Regions from separate parts of the Mus musculus genome. Here all the other regions are linked to region 1. Evidence: chromatin contacts called from public Hi-C, HiCAR-type and promoter capture Hi-C data. All regions are on one chromosome and are shown on one strand. The core of a region is the stretch at or near the end of the contact, and the rest is flanking DNA. Distances in the headings are between cores, read along the strand shown.

Region 1 (4,015 bases), core at 479-2,978:
AGCCTTAAGGGCTGTCCTGAAGGTCCCAGTGTCTACCATTTTGCTGAGACATAGCCACAGCCTTGGCTCCTGGATTCGAGCTGTTTCTAATTCTCACTGAGTCCTTAGGTTAACTGGGAGGACATCCCTAGGAGGAATGTGAAATACATACCCACAGCAGCCATCACACTCATGGAGGCTCACACTGGAGGACTTGTCCCAAGGGCAGGAACCATGTCACTCTGTCCCCACCATAGCCATACCGGGCTCAGCACTAGAGTGCAGAAATAGATTTCAGAAATTGTGTAAAAAATTGGCTTCCTATGAGAAGGAATGGAGAAGATGGCTATCAGAAGCAGTAAGAGTGTGGCTGGACACACAGAAACAAGTCCTGTTAGACAGCCTATCCAAAAAGACTGCCATTTGCCAAGAAATAAGTAGTGGTGATAAGCTGTAAAGCAAGAGTTTTCCCTAATTTTCTGAACTTCAACAGTATACCAAGATTTCATTAATGGTTAGGAATTTCCTTAAAACCAACTATTTTAACTTATAGTGTAGACCAAACTAAAGTCCTACAGCCCCTTTAAGGAAATGTGCAAAATGGAGATCACAGGAGAAAGACTGCAGAAGTCAGACTCCAGGCTCTGGTAACTGAGGAATGTGATTTCATCTGTATACTTTGAGACTCTGGTCCATGACATTTTGTCCAGATGGCTAATAGGCAGAAGTCCCCTGGTTGCAGGTGATGGCAAATATTTAAACATCAAGCAGAGTCCAAAGTCAGAGAAAACAGCTCTATTACTTAATAGGTACTATTAATCACTTGACACTTTTCTCATCTGTGAAACAGAAAACTACCCATCGCTACTCGGTACTTTTATGCAGATCAACTCATACAAAATGGGTAGAGAAGTTAGTGTTTGATTTCAGAAAATGACAATATATGCAGTGTTCAGTGTCTAGTCGGGACTCAGATGTTTGCTTGTTCCCTTGATTTAGAAAGAATTTAAGATCCCATGTGTCATTGATCTGTAAAGCTATACAGCTAAAAGCTTTAGGTGTATAGAACAGATGTCAGAATACCAACCTTTTAAATCTTAAATAAGATTTTGTTTTTTTTTTAACTCAAGTTTGAAACGTGAACATTTCATATTGGCGGTTACTTTCAAAAAAGCTATTCTTAGAATGATTCTTCTGCCGGGTCTAGAAATTATGCAGACAAATTCCTCCTTAGGACCCTAAACTCTAGCAACTGACTGAAATCTAACCTATTCTGTCTTATTCCAGCGGGCTTCCCATTCCACCCCTAAAGACAACTGGGAAGCCTTCTGAGAAAAATAAAGCTATTTCAAGTTCCACTCCACAGTGACTGCCCCTCACTATGACTTTTCTTTAGATGGAGTAAAGTCTCAGGAATGTAGCGGGTGTTTCTGAAACGTCCCCAGTTCCTACAACTTTCGGAGCCCTTTTAGGGAACCACTTAGACTAGGTAAATTAGAGATGCCAGAAATCCGCCGCTACTCTCCTTCCTGCCCTTGCCACGCCCTCTCGGTAACCTAGGTTACAGCCACGCCCTCCTCCGTAACTGACCAATCACAATGCTTTGCGTTGCGGGACAAGGTTTAGCTCAGCTTGAAACTCAGAGCAAATCATTTGCTGCAAGCATCTGATCGGAAACGGAAGTGGAATAGTCGGCGGAAGATGAGTTCTGAAGATGAGTACTGTAGAGGTTCCAAAGCCGTGAGTGAGGAAGTTCTGGGCCGGGTCTTCCGGGGGCGGAGACTAGCCTGCCAGAGCTGGACTAGGGAGAGGGCTGGTAGGGTACCAGATGCAGGTCAGACCCCGAGTGCCTAGAATCCCTAGTTTACCCTGATAGTCCTCGGGGTCACGATGCAGCGGAGACTCTGGGTGACCTCCAGGTGAGGCGGAGGCGACGCCGCGGCGGCACTGAGTCCATGCGGGTTGGCCGGCGAGGATGCAGCCTGCACCTGCGAGCATCCCGAGCGGCCACCGCTGCAGCAGCCGCAAACACAGAGCGACCCGAGAACGCGGCGCCAGCGGCTAGTAAATCTTTTCCTATAGGGCGCCAGCGGAGAAGACAACCGAAAAAGCGAACTTGCCAAATTCTTGGTTTGGTTCGATTATTCAGCTACTCAAAGAGAATCTGTTACAGAACATGCCTTGCGCATGTAATCGGAGTAACTGGAGGAGATGGATCCGACCCCTGTTGGTACTTTTTTACGCAACAACCATCCTGGTCGCGGTTCCGATATGCATTTGGAAGTTTCAAAAAATGAAGGTAAGAGGGTCCTGCACCTCTACCCTTTCTTCCGCTGGTTGACAGAGTTCCTTTGTCTGCCTTCTAATGCTTGAGGTCTGAAAAACATTTCGTCTGTGGACATTAAACCAACCTGACTGGTTTTATTTAGCCGCTACAACTGGAGGTAGGTCCGGGTCGAGAAACAAATAGTTAAAGCACCTACTTACAATGGGCGCTTTCCCAATATTCATCAGTCCCAGAAAGAACTTTATTCTTGAAATCAGATCTGCTATGCAGGTACTAGGGCTTGACCAGACCAAATAAACCATCTTAAAAACTATGTTCTGGATTTTATAGGCTTTTAGCCGGTTTTCTGGAACCAAAGGATTCTTGTTAAATTGACTTTGCTAATTAACTTTACGTTTGAAGTTACAAGTTTTCTTTGTTTCTTTCCTTAAAATCTCCTGTAAACCAGGCTGTTCTGGATTTTGCTTTGTAGACTAGGATGATCCTCCTGCATCCAAACTTCCCAGTGCTTGGATTACCGGTGTATCCATCATTCTGTTTACTCAATGCAGGGATTGAACCCAGGGCTTTGTTTATTTGAGGCAAGCACTCTACCATCTGAGCTTCATCCCCAGACCTGAAGTTACTCCTTAACCAAAGCAAAAATTTTACAAACATCCCCTGTGTGTTCCTTTATATTTAAAAAAAAAAAAAGGTGTATTTGTTGGTGTGTTCGTGGGATGGTCCAGTTGTGGAGGTCTGAAGGTGGACAACTTGGAGCAGTTGGCTCTGCTCTCTCATCATAATGAGTGCTGAGGACTGAGCTGAATCTATCAGGGTTGGAGACAGGCACCTACCAGCTGAGACATCTCTCTGGCCCTCTTTGTTGATGTCATGTTGTGACATTAGTAAAGTATTACAAGCTGGATAGCTAACCTATGTCTATAGTATATCTATAAAGTGAAAACTTAGAATTAATAACCAAAAAGTACTTTTATTAAGAAACAGTTATTTTGGAAGAGTTATGGCAGACCAGGTAGATGCATACAACCCACCCCCCTTTGATTATGGAAAATATTTTAATCAGTGTGTCTAAACATATTCATAGGATCTTTTTGTTCACTAAATCTTGTTGGCTTTTCTAATTATAGTTCATATAGGTGTTTAAGGGTATTAAATATGACATTAAATATTTCTCATTTGTTATGTTTTTAGGCAATTTGAGATTTGTCCACCCAAATTTAGGTCTAGCAATCTTAATTTAAATGTAATTTCCTCACTTAGTATTCCTTGGAATACAGTATAGAAAGGGAAATGAAATGTACACAAGCATGGCCGCCTGAGCCTCATCTCTGTAACCCTCTCGAATGGTGTTTATGGCAAGATGGAAGATGGAAACAGACTTGCCTAGAAGCTCGACAGCCAGCCAGCCGAAATAAGAGACCCTGCCTCAAGGTGGAAGAAGAGCTGACTCCCCAGTGTTGTCCTCTGACTTCCACACCTGCACACCAACACTCACACACATAAAAGCACACGTTTAATACATATGTGTGTATGTGTGTGTGTGTGTTATATCAATCATAAACAGTGCTTCAACAGGAATTCATGTTTTACAGTCAGAAAACTATTTTGGAGTCGAATATCATGGGCGTGAGTGTGATTTCGGGTTGCAGATGGCCATGCTCTTGCTGAATCCTCACATGGCTCAAGCACCTCTTTTTGAGGTCATCCTCCCTGAGACTATGACCTCATTTCACCTACATCCCTTCC
Region 2 (4,015 bases), core at 823-3,322, 2.5 Mb after region 1:
AGCCTGATTACTGAGTTTGCTCTCTCTGGAACCCATGCAAAGATGGACAGAGAGAACCAACTCCATAGAGTTGCCTTCTGACCTTCACGTGTTCAGAACCCCGGAGTAACCTTTCTTAGGCTGAGCTTTTAAGCACAAAGACCATGTTCTAGGTTGATACACTAAAGTTAACAAGAACAGTTAGCCAGAAGCAGAGCTACAGAAGCTAAAAAGCAAGGTAAGTACATTTTGAGACTTTCGCAGACCTATGGACTTGTGGTACTTGTTATCTACGTGCTGAGTTCCATGTTCTGGATGTCACTTCCATATGGACTAAGGAGTGTTAAGGCCTGGGGGCCTCTTATACTTCTATCCCACACAGAAAAGTAAACCTTTCTTGGGAAGTGATTTCAAATGTCCATACAAGCAGCAAGAAAACGAAAACAAATGAACAAATACCATCACCAAGGAATTTCTATACACATATCTTTTTGGGGGGTGAGGGGGGCAGAGGTTGTCAACACAGGGTTTCTCTGTGTAGTCCTGGCTCTCCTGGAACTCACTCAGTAGACCAGGCTGGCCTCAAACTCAGAAATCTGCCTGCCTTTGCCTCCCAAATCCTAAGATTAAAGGCATGTGCCACCACTGCCTGGTTTCTATACACCTTTTTATGGGTAGAGTTTTGTCCCATTTATTTGTGTTCCCCTTTGCCCCTCCCCTCACCAAAGAGTACACTGCAGACCACTTAAATTCTCTATCAAGTCATGCTCAGATGATAGTTTCTCCGCACTCCTGTACAACTGCAAACAACTGGTGTGGTTCATTATATTGTAAGTGGAGGCAAAGTGCCCTGGGTCCAGAGCTTTCAGCCCGGTCTGGGAGTTAAGTGATAGGATTGACTAGCAGAGAGAAAGTATGCAAGTGCATGTGACATCAACAGGGAGAGAGTATACACACGTGAGTGACTACGAATGAGTGTGAACAGGAACACTCAAGGAAGCAGAGACAGGAACATCTTGGAGCCAGGCGTGACTAAGCTGAGTGAGGCTAAGATGAAGGGGATCTGTAACAAGACAAGGAGGATTATCAGGAAGAAAGTGTCCACGGACCAGAACTCACAGAGAATCATTACCTTAACTCCTACTTCCTGACCTCCTGCTTTCCTCCTGGCCTGTGAGTGGCTTCCTCCATGTGGAAGCTGGATTTCCTGTCTTTGTTTTGCGGTTTGTTTTGATACATAAAGTTTTGAAAAGGGGTTTTGCTTTGTAGACCAGGCTGGCTTAGTTCTCACCCTCTAACCCAAAAGCCTTGAACTTACTAACTTGTCTTCTGCCTTAGACTCCAGACTCCCAAACACTAAGGTTACAGGTGTGAGCCAACATGCCTTGCCTTGTTTGTTTTTTTAACTAAGCTTTTTATTATTTATTAGTGGTGGTGTCTTTAATTCCAGTGCACAGGAGATAGAGATAACTGAGTTCTAGGCCTGTAAGGGCTACATAATGAGAACCTGTCTTTTTTTTTTTTTTTTTTTCTTTAAGCCTTTAGCACAAAATAATCTTTGTGCCAAGAGCTGGGGAGATGGCTCACTGGGGTTAAATGTTTGTAGTACAAACCTGACCACCTGAGGTCAATTCCTGGAATCCTTGAAAAGGTAGAGATAATTGACTTCACAAAGTCATCCTCTAACCTTCATTCAATTGCCCTCCAAAACACACACACACACACACACACACACACACACACACCATTTTTACAATGCAGAAAGGCATACTTGGGGATGGTTATTTCAAACTAACTTATTAATATAAAGGCAAAGTATCTGGTAGCTTCGAGTTGATCTTCTTACAGTGGTTCTTTTTAAAGAGTCTGTAAACACACGTTATATAAACTATTTGCTTTATGCCCCTCTATAGTTCCCTGCCTTTAAGGGCTGTATCTGAACCTAAACTATCCCCCCCCCCCCCCGCCCACAGAGAGGACGTGCCACGCCAGCACGTCCGCTCTCCTTGCCAGGACTCCGCCCCTAAGGGTTCAGTCTGGAGCAACGGGAACCATGACTCAGCGAAAACAGACCTCGGGACCGTGACTCAGCGTCACACAGCCCCGGACCTTGACTCAGCAGAAAAGGCACAGCTCCGGATTCCTAATGGATTGCTTAAGACTGCCCTGGCTGCTGCTCCGTGGGAACAGCTTGCTCACTTCGCATGCTAGCCCCTGCTCCTCCGCGTCCTCTCCCCTGGAAGCTAGATGGGAGAAGTGATCTGGTGGACCCTGCCTACAGCTTCAGGATGGTGGGAACCAGCTGCTTTCACCGCTGGGAATTCAACAGGGTCAGTTACACACACACACACACACACACACACACACACACACACACACACACACACACACACACTTCTTTTCCTTAAAACTGTTAACAGATGGTCATGGTGGCACATGCCTTTAATCTCAGTACTTAGAGGAAAAGGCAAGTGAATCTTTGATTTCAAAGCCAGCCTGGTCTACAAAGTGACAAGGACAGCTAGGAAGGACTACACAGAGAAACTTTGTCTGGAAAAACAAGTAGACTAAAACGCTGCTCAGGAGCTGGAGAGGTGGCTCAGCAGTTGAGAGCACTGGCTGCTCTTCCAGAGGATGCAGGTTCAATTCCCAGCACCACGTAGCAGCTCACAATTGTCTGTAACTCCTGTTCCACGGGATCTGACACCCTCACACAGACATACTTGCAGTCAAATCACCACTGTACAGAAAATAAAAATAAATAAATCATTAAAAAGAAAACCGTACTTAACAGGGAGAACTCTGGAGAAATAGCACCTTGAAAGGAGAAGGAAGAATAAGTCATCAGCCTGGGACCTCAAGAGGCTGAGGGATAGAATGTATTGGGTGATACCTTTGTCTATGTTATGGATTTCTAGCAAGGAAAGTAAAGACTGATTAGATGAGACCTCGTTATATGTAGCCATGTGGCCGCCCAGGTGCGAGGAGCTGAGCATCACTGCCCTGTGTATATCAAACTCCGGCCACGAGAGGGGAATCGGGACCAAGACCTGGAGCCCGGTCATCCCTCAGAGCTTTTGCTCCCTCTGGGATGACGATGGAGCAGATTGAGGATATCACCCCATCCCCTCTGAAAGGAAGGGGAGTCATTGAGGTTGAACAGGACTTCTCAAGTTGATTTCTGTTAATAATTTGCTTTATGTAAGGTAAAAATGAAAAACAAAACTGCTCAACAAAGACTGATTTCCTTCCACTTATTTCTAACCGTGGCTTTTACATAAACATTTTAAGTACACTGTAAAGCATTCGCAAAGTTCATGTTCCATCTCCAGTAGACCAAAAAGGAAAACACTCCAACAAACAAAACACATTTCAGGCCCACTAGTTGTGAAAGTGACACCTGGTGGGGTTCAGGAGGAGTTGTCACCACACCCAGCCTGCCTCCAAACTTCTTATCTTTATACCCATCTCTCAGTTTTCACCATAGAAGCCTCTTTTTTGCAGGAGATGGAGATGAACACAGAGAGTACGGACAGGTTCCTGAGCAGAGAGTAAAAGATTGTGTGGTCAAAGGAGTCCACAGTGAAGGCTTCTGGAGCAGGAGACGGAGGCAGTGAGTTAGGCACATCCACACGGCAGGATCTTGTCTCAACCAGATAAATCACACACCAGAAGGAAGAAACAACCCTAAGCCTGGCTTTGAGTCCATTCATAATAAACCATGTGGTTAAACAGGACTTCCTGGGCTGGAGAGGTGGCTCAGCAGTTAAGAGCTCTGGCTGCTCTTCCAAAAGGACTCAGGTTCAAGTCCCAAAACTCACATGGTAGCTCACAACTGTGTGCAATTCCAGTTTCAGGGGATCTGACACCTTCACACAGACATACACGGAGACTGAGCACTAATGCCCATTAAAAAAAAAACAAAAAACAAGAAGCACAAGACTTCCTTTCCTCTTTTTTTTTTTTTTGTAGTTTTGTTTTGTTTTTTATCCCCCTTTGCCTCCCTCCCAGACAGGGTTTCTCTCTGTGTAGCCCC
Region 3 (4,015 bases), core at 911-3,410, 2.5 Mb after region 1:
GTTTAGTGGTCTGATAGCTAAAGTGTCTCTTTAGAATGTATTCATTAGACCATTCATTAATAGTCATGCTGTAAAAATGATTCCTTGTGCCAGACGTGGTGGTGCACACCTTTGATACCATCACTTTAGAGACAGAGACAGGTGGATCTGAGTTCAAAGCCAGACCAGTCTATATAGTAAGTTCCGGACAGCCAGAGCTGCTATGTAATGAAACCCTGCTTCAAAATAAAATCCTCACCTTTCAGGGACATATACTGTTAGGAGTCAGTAAAGTCAAAATGGCTGGCCTGTTACTACTAATCATTAAGCTAGATGACAAGTCCTCTTCTTTTTAGTCTCTGTTATCTTCACTATACACAGTGAAACATTCTCACACATTCCATTGCTTTCTGTGCCAGCCTCACCAGTCTACAGGTGAGACAATCTCCCTACCATTTCTCCAACTCGGGGCATCTTGGGCTAGATTAGAGAACACACACATGCACAAGACTCTTAAACTATGAAAGGGCCACAAGCATGCCAGTGATAAGAATGTAGGACAATTAATCCCAGCACTCGGGAGGCAGAGGCAGGCGGATTTCTGAATTCAATGCCGGCCTGGTCTACAGAGTGAGTTCCAGGACAGCCAGGGCTATACAGAGAAACCCTGTCTCGGAAAAAAACAAAACAACGAAACAAAACTAAAGGGCTTAAGCCTTAATTATGATTCAGGCTTAAATCAAGGAATGACTTGTACCAGAGGACACCTACGAGATGATTTCCATTGGTTTCCCTGTTGCAATCCTTCATTAGACTGAGTCTGGTGGAACACTCTTCAAGGTTTTGACCCGACTGGCTACACATCAATCAATTTCAGCTCCAACAACACTTCCTCTAAAGTATTCTTCCTCAACTCTCTACCCTCTCAGCAATAGCCACATTGTCCCCACGTTCTTTTCTTTTCGAGACAGGGTCTCATGTACACCAGGCTTCTACTTCTGCCTCCCAGTTATGGATGGCATTTACTATTTTTTTAGTCTCCCTGATGGATAGGAACTCACTGTTGTTCTGCAAGACTCAACTCTGCCTTCCCTTTAAGACATCAACCCCATTGAGGTAATTTTACACAGGATAAAGACTAAGTTAAGTCAAATGTCTTGGTCAGGGTCACACATCTGGTGCTCCAAGCTACCTGTCTCAGACGCCTTCTGCACCACACAGCGGCCATGCCACCCTGACTAGCCATTCAATAAACTCCTACCTTCAGAATCCGAATGCTCGACGGGCTGGCATCTGACTTGAGCATGACCTGGATGTCTTGGAGCAGCTCATCTCCAGCTGGCCGGGGCCGGGTCACCTCATCTGCCACCTCCTTGGCAGCTTCCTCAAGCTGAAGAAGAGGAAAGGCATAAGCTGCTGGTGATGATGGGGCAGGGCCCGGGTTTAGGAGGCTCTGAAATGGGTGCTACTCACCAGCTGTAAGTGCTCGGCCGGCTGTTTATGCAAGTGGTCAGCCAGTTCCTCGTCAAAACTGGCCAGGTCCTCCATCTCCACCTCGATCCAGTATTCACCCAGGTTGTAATGCCGCTTGAGTTCATCTCTTTAGTGGTCAACAAAGGGGCAGAGGGACAGGAAGGGTGCATTGAGGGACCGTCAGCAGCAGTGCCTGTGCACCCCGGTCCTCACAGGCACCAATGCCCCCACCTCTCTCAAAAGACACCTAATTGTAGACCACTCTATCCTAAATTTAGGCCTGAAGAGGGACTGTCAAGAAAAGGCGTCCCCCGTAAGAATGGTTCACGGACACTGTCGCACCTGTACTTGAAGGTGAAGCCCGTGCGATCGGTGCCCACTCGGTACTGTCTCAGGAACTCCTTGAATCGCCTCTGCAGTTGCGACTTGCGGGCCTGGCCCTCTTCCGCACCGGGGTCGCCACCGAAGCTGTCGCTGTAGAAAATGCCCGGGTCGTCGAAGCCCGACATGACTGTACCTGGGTCAAGGGAGACAGAGAGCTGAGCACCCCGGGGCGGCGGGAGCTTCCCTAGACGGGGTCCCGCAATTCCCTCACCTCACAGCGGCGCGCCACACGAACCTCAGCCCTCCTAGAGGAAGCCGACTTTCGCGGGAAAAACCAGCCTCCGCGTTTGTCCACCGCGGTCTCTGCGCTCCTATTGGTTCGTTCAGCGCCGCGGATAGCTATTGGACTGCTCTGCGCCGGTTGAGTCCCGCCTCCAAGGCCTGGTTCCCAAGATGATTGGCTGTGGCGTCTTGGTGACGTCACGAGTCAACTCTTTCCGGTCTCCATTTTGTGAGGCTGGACGTTTTGGCGCGAAAGTTCTTGGCGCTAGCAGCTAACCGAGCAAAGATGGCGGAGAGGCTCGGGAGCTTTGTGAGCGTTTAAACCTTAGGCCTTCGGAGAAAACCTAGCCCAGTGGCGCAGGTCTGTCAGCCCCGCTCCTCGTAAAGTCTAAGCAGGAGGATCGCAAGTTCAAGGCCAGCCTGGGTGACTTAGGGAGCCCCTTTCCCAAGTAAAAAGGTGGGACTTGAGAGATGGATCGGTGGTCAATAGCGTTTGCTGTACTTTTAGAAGACCCAGTCTCTGTTCTCAGTACCCTAGTCAGGGGCTCAGAACTGCCTGTGACTCCTGCTCCAGAGAACCCAATGTCCTCTCCTGGCCTCTATGGGCCACGTACATGTTAGATGTAGAGAGAGAAAGATATATGTATCTGTACATAAGTACACTTTTTTTTTAAGTAAAAGGAAACGGACTGGAGCAATGACTGAGCAATTGGATACAGACACATAAATAAAAAGTAGACTTATCAGCCCTCCCCCATATCTGCTAGCACTAGGGAGGCTGAAGAAACCCTGCCTTTAAAATAAGTATATGAGAAAACCACCCCTTTCAGAGCTGCTGTGAGAAAGCAGTATGCCTGAGGTGTACTCTTGCTCCAGCCCGGCAGGAGGTGCCAGAGTGCTGTCTCCGCAGCTTTGGGACCAGGTGGCTCACCTTCCCCTACTCAGATAGTACCAAAGCCCAGGAAGCCAGGGATGTTTTCTTTCATTCAGATTCAGACGAATAATTATGATGACTGTAGAACTTTTTTAATTCCTTGGCAATGCTTAAACCATGCAAAATTCATGGCCAAATTCCAAATGGAAATCTTGGGGGGGGGGGGAGGCAGATTTAGCATAGCAACCTTAGTGTAGATTTTCCTTTGAGTTCCTCCCATCCACACGAACAAGTGGAAACCTATTGCTGCAGCAACCATTCAAACATATATTTACAGAGAATAAAGTTTGAGCATTTTTGCAATTAAAAAAAAATACCAGGTGAATCTAAGACTTGGTTTTCTCAGCATTTCATGGTAATCCCTGTGTGCCAAGACAGGTTTAACACATTTTATTTTAGATTGCTTTATTTGCTTCTTGACCAAAATCGAGGCTGTTCTTAACAGTTGTCACCAATAGCAGGGATGTAATTCCGCATTGTTGGCTGGGGCTTCCCCTCAGGTACAGATGGAATGCTGGACTTAGGCACTGAACAGAATTTTAGCAAAAGTCAGAGTGAAGCAGAGTCAGCAAATTCACTGGTCAAAAGACAGAGTCCTATGCCTGGGCATGGTGGTGCACGCCTTTAATCCCAGCACTTGGGAGGCAGAGGCAGGCGAATTTCTGAGTTCGAGGCCAGCCTGGTCTACAAAGTGAGTTCCAGGACATCCAGGGCTACACAGAGAAACCCTGTCTCGAAAAACCAAAAAAAAAAAAAAAAAAAAAAAAAAGACAGAGTCCTGGCGACATGGCTCGGCAATTAAATGCCGAGCTGCTGGGACTGCTCTTGTAGACAATCAGTTCTCTATGGTGGCTCACAACCATCCAGGGAGCCTGATGCCCTCTTTTGACTTCCACAGGCACCAGGTATGCATGCAGTAAATAGGCAAAACACATACATATATCTTTAAATATAAATCAACTGCCAGATGTGGCGCATGCCTTTCATCCCAGCACTCAGGAGGCAGAGGCTTTACAGAGCTCT
Region 4 (4,015 bases), core at 891-3,390, 2.1 Mb before region 1:
ATTTGCCATTTTAATATTTCAGTTGCTGCTTTGAAATTAATTTTACACTAATCTTTTTAAAATTATTACAAAAAAATGCCTATCAAATTATAGGTTAGGTAAATGGGAAAAAACTACACATATAACCTACCATGACACATCCTAGCAAAAGACATAGACTCCAAGAAAACTCTTAGATGCTTCCAGAAAGGACAGCAAGCACCAAATGTGTATTAAATAACAACTACATAATACCAGAGATGGGAGAGGATCTTATGAAAAAGTTAAATCTAATACTAAATACTAGACATCTTATTGATATTAGTAATGTAGCTGGATAAAAATATGCAATAAATGAAAACTCAGTTCATTAAAATTGAAGTATCTGCACAAAAAGTACATTAAAGGTAGTCTAGTGCAGAAGAAAACTCTAAGTAGGCTATCCTTTAATCCCGGCACTCGAGAGGCAGAGGTTCTGAATTTAAGGCCAACCTGGTATACAGAGCAAGTTCCAGGATAGCCAGGGCTACACAGAGAAACCATGTCTCAGAGAAGAGAAGAGAAGAGAAGAGAAGAGAAGAGAAGAGAAGAGAAGATTGATTGTAAATAATGATTATCATAGTCTGGGGTTTTGTTTTGCTTACCTGGTTTGCAGGAAGAGAGTGACCAAACAGCCTGAGACCCAATTTCCCTGACTGTTGCTGTCCTCTCCAACTGCTTAGGATCAGCACCAGGAGGTGTCTTGTTCGGTGTGGTCATTTTTAAATTATTCTATAGAGAGACAAGCAATATACATTCTACCATGCCATGACAATCCTTCTGCAAAAATATAAAAACAGAATTTCAGTGCCCAGCGTTGTGGCACATATCTGTAATCCTAGTACTCAGGGAGGCAAAGGCTGCAGAAGCACAAGAATCTGAGTTCCAGGTCAACCTGGTCGACCACAGTGAGCTCCAGGACTACACAGAGATACCTGTTTGGTTTCAGACCCGGGACCAGGGAATGAGATGCATATTTTAAATACCAAAGCAGGACCTGGCTTCCAGGTTCTCCCAGCATCCCTCAGTCCCTATCTGGATATCCTGCCTGGAACCTTGAACTTTCCAGCCCAAGGGCTGGGCTGCCCTTCCCCCAGAGGTTTCTCCCTATATAAACCAGACGTTTTGGTCTCTCTTCCTGTTTTCCACTTCTTTCTCTGCGTGCACTCAACCCCTTCTCTCTTTCCTACCCCCCCCCCCCCCCCCCGCTTCCCCATGGAGATTTCCCTGGCCTTCGTCCTTGGGGCTAGTGAACTCGCCCATCTAAGATCAGCTTCCCAATAAACCTGCATTTAATATACTCTAATCTGGCTTAAACTGGCTAATTTCACTGACGGCAAAGAAATAAGCTATCAATACTCTGTCTACAGAAATATATCAAAAAAAAAAAATAAAGTAAAATTTCAATGGCAAAATAATCACTCATATTTCCTTCATCCTCCTTACCTTTTGTTAATCCTAGTAAATCTATGAAAAGTATGAAAAAAAAACTTCTTGGAGAGTGAAAACCATGTTAAATTGTTTCGGTGACTTTTATGGCTACTTTACACTATTGTAAATTATACTTATAATAAATTCCATAAAGTTCTGCTACAAGGCTAACATAACTATAGACCACCACCTTGACACGTCCCTTTGGATTCCAAACTATCCTTATAACCACCGCACAAACAATAATAATTTATAATTTACATAATCACAGAGACATACATTCCGTTAAAACATGAATACCATGCCATTGGAGATGTAGGGGGAGAGGGGCGGCCCATCTCGACACGGGAACAAAATTCAAAGAACAGCCAAGTAGATGAGACAAAACGCTAGGGAAGAAATGGGTTCCTGGCCTTAAACAGTAATACTGAAGGAGCTGAGAATTAGACTTGGGATCCTGCCTACCACCTCCGTCTTACCGGATTAGCAAGGCCCACAAAGCCTGAGGAGACAGCAAGCCTAACGCCGCCGAGACTAGGGAGAAGGGCTCTACCTGCGCCCGCTAGCACACAGTTCTCTAAACCGAGGGAGAGCCGCTGTCTTACACACCTGATTCGCCACAATTCCGGTTCTCAGGCCCCCGCCACTCCCACTGCGGCTCGACGATTCTAGGCTCCCTCAGTTCATTGGCGTCGCGGCGCAATGACGTCACCAACGTCATCACTCCCTCCAGGGCGCCGACTCTGCGCTCTGTCGCGCACGCGCACTATGCCCTCATGCCTTGCGCGAGGCGGCGGCTGTGCACCGCCATCTTTGCCGGTGGCGGTAAGAACACGCTGTGTGCTAAGACCTGACGGCTAGCGCTGCTTTGGCTACTGCACGCCCCGCTGTAAGGGGCCCGCTGTCTCCAGGTACGAGAATTCGCGGGAGAGGTTTGGTGTTAGGCGGCCGGCTGCCACCTTGGGAAGACTCTTAGGGACACAGTCGGAACGCCTGTAAGTTAGGCCTCAGTAGCGGAGACCGTAGCGCGTGGCAACCGGCTCCAGCTGCACATCTGGGACGCCGGAGCGTTCCGCGCGCGTCCGTTCGGCCATCCCGGCCTCAGGGCGTCTGTATTCCAGACACGGCCCGCTGCCACGAGAACGGTCGCAGATGCCATAGCCTCTGCTCGCCACCCTCCACTGCCCCTTCCCCCCACCCCCGCTCCCACCCTCAAGCTAACCCTTCTGTGGAGGACGCTCCGCACCCAGCAGATCCCCCAAGCTTCCCCTCACAGTCAGACGGCTATGTTGGCATTTGGTTGTAAGAAGTAATCCTTTTTTTTTTTTTTTAATAATTGTGGACTGACTCATAGCATCTTGCCGCCATGAAGTCCAGTGCTCCTAGTCCAGTCCCAGACTTTATGGAAATGATAGGCAAACGTTCTATCTTTCTCATAGAGCGACGTGTTCTCAGTTGGGACTGCGGTTAGTAGACCAAGTGAGTTTCCGAGTTGAGTGCCTGTCTTTAGGACTTCCGAGAAGCACTTTGTAGCACCCTGTCCTCTTCCCATTAGTGACTTAATCTCTTGTTTATTACCTCTTCGGCTTCTTGACATCAGGGATGCTGTCTTCAAAATGCCTTTAAATATCCTTTCTAGGCTTAATACATTGTAGGTATTTAGTATGTGTTGCAAATAAATGATGGTCAAAGGTGAATTTCTGAACCTCAAGAGCTACATAAGTATTTTCTCTATTTTGATGGTAAAAATGGTAACTAAGGAATAGCTGTCAAAAAGCTTTTATTGCTTTGCCCTTTCTTCCAAGGGACTACAAACTACGGAGTTAGAGTAACATTTGTATTGTAGCCTATGGTCCTGTATGCTGAAAGTAGTCACCCTGTGTCTGTCAGTTGATAATGTATTCACTATAATCAAAAAGCTTAAATATTTTTGAACCAAAATGTATTTAAGGTTTTATCTTTTCATAGCACTGCTTAGCTCACCTCTATAAATGAAACAACAAAGACAAAAATATGTTTCAGAAAAACATTCTAAGTGTTTTCAGATCTTTTTGTATTCCTAAAAGTTTTTCCTGTAATAATTCCTCTTCAGGTGTCTTTCTATTGGAAAGAAGGGAACTAACTCCATTTCCATAATTCTTGGAAATCGGGAGGTTGCACAAATTATGTTTACCTATGTAACCGTTATCCAAAGAATCTATATTTCTTTTTCTTAAATGTAAAATAATTTATTTTATTATTTAAATCAATTTAATTAGCCACCTCTAGTATATTTCTGTTCCCTATAAATATTACTTATTATAGGCTCTTATCATAGTGAAAGATTTATTCTCTGAAAATACTTTCATTTACTGGGTACTTTGTAGAAAAGCATTTTTTATTTGTATTGGAATGCATGGTTTATTAGTTTGTTTGCTAAAATAGTCAATTTCTTTGACGAGTACATGGTTGGTTTGGGGTTTTAAGTAAGCTTTAGAGGTAAAGTAAAATCATTTAATTTCTAAGTTAAACTTAGGAGACCTGTATCAGTTTTTAAAGAAATGACTTTGTCAGCACAACAGTTAAG
Region 5 (4,015 bases), core at 465-2,964, 2.0 Mb before region 1:
ATAACTCAACTCCAAACACTAACCTCTACCTCCATCCTCCACAAACTTGCTAATGCACTATAATATAAACCGACACCATGGGATGACTTCACTTCCCCTCTTCAGCTTCTAGAGGTGCTAGAGGCCAAGAAGGCTGAGACAAGGAGACAATCTTCTTCATCTGGAAAACTCACAAATGGAGCAGACTGTTTACCTATGTAACAGTAAAGACTGGGCTGGAAACAGCACCCACACTGGAGCTTCCTACATTTCTGAAAATAAGAGATATCAAATGGTAGGATGGTTTGGGAAGCATCAAAGAATGTTTCAATGGACATACCTGTCATAAGTGCAAAGTGTTCCATATTTACATACTCTGAAAAATACATAGCCTGGTGATTCTAAAACAGAAATCTTAAAAGCTAGTTAGCTCACAAAAGGGGGCGGGCGGGAGGGGACAAAACCATAAAAACTCCAGATTAAGCCAAAGGAAAGCAAACTGTAAATGGTATGAAATACAAACTGGAGCAGTAATGTGAAACTTTTTTAATCCAACTACTTTAGCAGCTAGTCTTCAAATATAGGATGGGTTTTGGTGACCCCACACCTACATCTGATTACATAACATGGGGAAAAGGGCTCGCTCTCAAAAAAGAAAAGCCTTGAGTATTCTTCCCTGGAACTCGTCCCACTCCTGAGTTCTAACTCACTTCTCTTTGGTAAAATGTTCGATCTGTACTGGGAATAATTTTTGACCAATAAGGAAAACAAAACAAAAAACGGAAACAAAAAAAAAAACCCGACATGTGCCTATACTGAAAATCCATCCTATTACTTAAAGGCCTTTAGAAGAGTAAATTCTTGCCTGATTCCAACATAGTATAGTATGGGACCTACTCAAGATTAAGTCACTGGGAAGACCCTATACAGGAAGACTGCTTTCCTTAAACAGCAAAGTTGGCCGCCTGTTTCGAGTGACACCGGTGAGACCGACTACCCCGCATTCCAAAGTCCAGCAACAGGAAAAAAAAAATGTGAAGCAGTCACACTGAGTGCCGCACCTCCTCCAGTAAACATGAGGTTAACTAGTGGGAACACTCGGCTGCTAAAAACTGAGCGCAGGTGAACGCGGAACACAACTCAAAAACAGCATGTCGCTGGGTCCCTGGCGGTCAGGCTGCGAGCAGGCCGCCCGAGATGTCCTCACTCGGTCCCGTGCCGGCGTTACAATGGGCCGCTGTGACGACAGCGAGCCACGCGCAGCCCCGCCGTGGGCGGCCAGGCAGCTGCGGGCGGCATGTCGCACCCAGCCCCGCGCCCGCCCGGCTCCGGCCCGGGTCCTTTACCTGCTCGGCCACAGCCCGGAACAAGCACGACCCGTCCTTGGCGACCAATTTCCGATACAAGCCCAGTTTGCGCAGATAGGCGTCCATGGGCGTCTCATCCTCCAGCGGCCCCACGCCGCCCTGGTCCACGCCGTCGGGCGCGCCGACGGCTGCCTCCATGTTGCCGGTCCGCTGCAGCGTGCGCGGGGCGAACTAGCCCCACATGGCCGCGCCGCCGGCTGCTCGACGCCCGGGCCTGGGGCAGGCTGCGGCTCGGGCTCCGGCTCCGACGCGGACACGGCGAGCGGCGGCAGGAAGAGGCGGTGGCGGCAGCGGCCCGAGGCGGTGGCCGGCGCTCTCCCGGAGCATAGGTGAGCCCAGCCTAGTGCATGGCCATCCGCACGCGGCCGCCTCCGCGGAGGGACACGCGCCCGCGGGCAGCCCGGGGGTCGCCGCCCCCACAAGTTTCCGGGTCTCGACCGGTGTGAGGCGAGAAAAGCCCCGGCGGCGCGCCCGGCTGAGATTAAGCGAGGCCTGCGTCTCCCGCACGCACCCCACGCCGAGAACCGAGGAAACGCGGAGAGAAAGCCACGGCCGCTCGTCTCCCCACCTCGCCGGAGGGCGCCTGAGGGGCGGGGAGCGGGAAGGGGCGCCGGGCGGAGGGCAGCAACCTCGCAGCCTAGAATTTGTTTTCGCTTTCAGCCCTCGGCGCAGCGGACGACGGGAGTTGTAGTTTAAGCCGCGGCAGGAAGTCCTCGTGCAGAGGGCGGGGACGCCTGGGTCGGCCTACCCGGAGGGGAGGTGCCCCACGGGCTCGCGGACTACAAATCCCTACAATGCTAGCGGTGCCGAACCTAGAACTGCCTTCGCGCTTCCCAGGCCGCGTCCGCGAGCAGGCCCGAGGGTGTCTGTCGCTTACGCCGCTGACCTGCGCGCGCTGCCCCGCCCTCCCGGCGAGCCTCCCGCCCTGAGCGCCGTGGGGCGGCGGAAAGCGCGCGAGCGCAGCTTGCGTGCAGTTGCTAGGGGCTCAGTGGCGGTGCCGCCGGCCCTTTGTGTAGTTCCAGAGGACGCACCTGTCCGCACCCCACTCAGGGCCTCCCCTCCTAGCGTTTTCTTAGGGGTGGCTAAACGCTTAGAGCAGAAAACCGGGCACCTCACCCGAGGCCCTTGGAGCCGCCAGCCTAAGCCATTTTGACCCTCAATGAAGCGTTGACAGTTGATTGAAATTGGGACAGCTCACACTCTGACAAGATCTGGCTTTGCCAAGGGCATGCCTGCTCATTCTGTCACAGCAGCTGCGCTCTGCCACACAAAGAGCTGTCCCTGTTAGAAGAAATTACTTCTTTTTTTTTTTTTTTTTTTTTTTTTTAATTCGGTGATAACGCTACGGGGAATCCGACCTGAGCAGTCCAATTGGGTTTGCGAATCCGGAACTTAACCTCTTGGGACGTCAGAATTTTATTTTACTAGCATACAATAGCATCTCGTATCATTTAAATTTATTAGAACTTCGGTCTTGACGTTGTGTTGGAAAAAGAAAAGTGGTAAATTACCTTAGGTTTAAAGGTGTAGGCATTCTTGGGAATGGTGCCAAGACATGCCAGGTGGTAGGATTGCAACACGTTACTTAAAATGTAAGCTATTAATATTTAAATATTCCTATAAATGTGCTATTTTTAGAAAATATATCGCAAGCTAAATAATTTTTTTTTTAAAAATCCTTGACCCAAATTTAAAATGTTTACTTGTACAGGGGAAACACTTTGAGAAATCCAGGGTTTTGTTTTTTGTTTGACTTAGTTTAAGAGGCATACTCCATATACCCCAGTCAGGCTTTGAACTTGCCATATAGCCAAAGATGACCTGGAATTCCTGGCCATCTTGCCTCCTGCCACCCTCCCCAAATACTAAGATCACTGGTATGCCACCACATCCTGTTCTGTGTGGCACTGGGAATGAAACTCAGCTTCATGCATGCTAAACAAGCATTCTACCAGCTGTGCTTCCCCAGGTCCAAAATGAATTCAACCTTGTAGACCTATAGTTTCTTTTACTAATATCTAAACTTGTGCTTTAAATACATTTCCTAAAGTGAGTAGGTACTATATGATCAATTAACAGACTGTGTGTGCACAGAGAAGGCAATGCCTTCTGATACTGGTTTTGATATTCCTTCAATAAGAAATTATGGGACTAACTTCATATCCCATATGTATTTGTGGGGAATATGTATAAAGGTTAACATTACATTGCTCATAGCTTGATAATTTTTAAAACTTTCAAAATTTGTTCTTTGTGATTGAAATGTGCAAGATTGCATTGCATTAATTTTCTCATCCTTCAAATAAAATCTTTGCTCAATTTATATGCACTAAACGTGTGTGATAGTGTTTCCTGTATATTTTCCACCTTAAGGCATAGCCAGATTTTCATTACTTAAATGTACTTTCTTTTTTTAAAAAAGATTTTATTTATTATTATATCTAAGTTCACTGTAGCTGTCTTCAGACATACCAGAAGAAGGCATCATCAGATCTCATTACAGATGGTTGTGAGCCACCATGTAGTTGCTGGGATTTAAACTTAGGACCTTCGGAAGAGCAGTCAGTGTTCTTAACCACTGAGCCATCTCTCCAGCCCGTACTTCCTTTTTTTTAACGAAGTAACACCATCTTCTAAAGTCTCAAGGTTTCTCTGAGATACTTAAGGGA

Evidence for each region. Promoter capture Hi-C pulls out the DNA fragments that hold promoters and counts their contacts. A called contact is a pair of places that touch in the nucleus more often than the background predicts. HiCAR-type assays count read pairs that join an accessible place to other places.
Region 2: a contact with region 1 is called in a promoter capture Hi-C map of hippocampal neurons, with 5 times the contacts expected there. The contact joins the enhancer-like site here to the promoter of Tmem184c in region 1. A contact is called at or near these places in 6 of 39 promoter capture datasets (the C10 cell line, the HPC-7 cell line, embryonic stem cells and 3 more) and 1 of 484 Hi-C or Micro-C datasets (B cells).
Region 3: a Hi-C map of B cells shows a contact between it and region 1, with 6 read pairs. The contact joins the promoter of Mcm5 here to the promoter of Tmem184c in region 1. A contact is called at or near these places in 3 of 39 promoter capture datasets (the HPC-7 cell line, embryonic stem cells and pre-B cells), 3 of 484 Hi-C or Micro-C datasets (B cells, CD8 T cells and muscle stem cells), 1 of 115 datasets of contacts at active chromatin or transcription factors (large pre-B cells) and 1 of 9 other capture datasets (liver).
Region 4: a promoter capture Hi-C map of pre-B cells shows a contact between it and region 1. The contact joins the promoter of Anapc10 here to the promoter of Tmem184c in region 1. A contact is called at or near these places in 1 of 39 promoter capture datasets (pre-B cells), 1 of 115 datasets of contacts at active chromatin or transcription factors (astrocytes) and 1 of 9 other capture datasets (liver).
Region 5: a contact with region 1 is called in a HiCAR-type map of astrocytes, with 5 times the contacts expected there. The contact joins the promoter of Otud4 here to the promoter of Tmem184c in region 1. A contact is called at or near these places in 3 of 39 promoter capture datasets (embryonic stem cells, hippocampal neurons and pre-B cells), 2 of 115 datasets of contacts at active chromatin or transcription factors (astrocytes and large pre-B cells) and 1 of 9 other capture datasets (macrophages).

What each region holds. Positions count from the first base shown.
Region 1 is chr8:77,608,366-77,612,380 of GRCm38.p6, reverse strand. Tmem184c (transmembrane protein 184C) reads left to right here and starts at 1,728. Exons shown (of 10, transcript NM_145599.4): 1 at 1,728-2,278. The coding sequence starts at 2,156. Gm39200 (a long non-coding RNA gene) reads right to left here and starts at 300. Exons shown (of 3, transcript XR_878939.2): 1 at 152-300.
Region 2 is chr8:75,082,033-75,086,047 of GRCm38.p6, reverse strand. No RefSeq gene overlaps it. Among named protein-coding and RNA genes, the nearest start is that of Hmox1, 9.6 kb to the left of the region's middle. Within about 2 kb of position 2,072, at least 286 of the 459 cell types and tissues checked have an H3K27ac peak or open chromatin away from gene starts, as enhancers often do. A contact at or near this core is called in the HPC-7 cell line, embryonic stem cells and hippocampal neurons, where this site is marked.
Region 3 is chr8:75,107,654-75,111,668 of GRCm38.p6, reverse strand. It overlaps Mcm5 (minichromosome maintenance complex component 5), which reads right to left and starts at 2,160. Exons shown (of 17, transcript NM_008566.3): 1 at 2,048-2,160; 2 at 1,795-1,969; 3 at 1,453-1,579; 4 at 1,241-1,369. The coding sequence starts at 1,961.
Region 4 is chr8:79,709,888-79,713,902 of GRCm38.p6, reverse strand. Anapc10 (anaphase promoting complex subunit 10) reads right to left here and starts at 2,140. Exons shown (of 5, transcript NM_001357234.1): 1 at 2,059-2,140; 2 at 624-750. The coding sequence starts at 738. It overlaps Abce1 (ATP-binding cassette, sub-family E (OABP), member 1), which reads left to right and starts at 2,163. Exons shown (of 18, transcript NM_015751.2): 1 at 2,163-2,360.
Region 5 is chr8:79,637,375-79,641,389 of GRCm38.p6, reverse strand. It overlaps Otud4 (OTU domain containing 4), which reads right to left and starts at 1,714. Exons shown (of 21, transcript NM_001256033.1): 1 at 1,326-1,714. The coding sequence starts at 1,484. It overlaps Gm51579, which reads left to right and starts at 1,485. Exons shown (of 1, transcript XM_030243905.1): 1 at 1,485-3,675. The coding sequence starts at 1,528. The coding sequence ends at 2,037.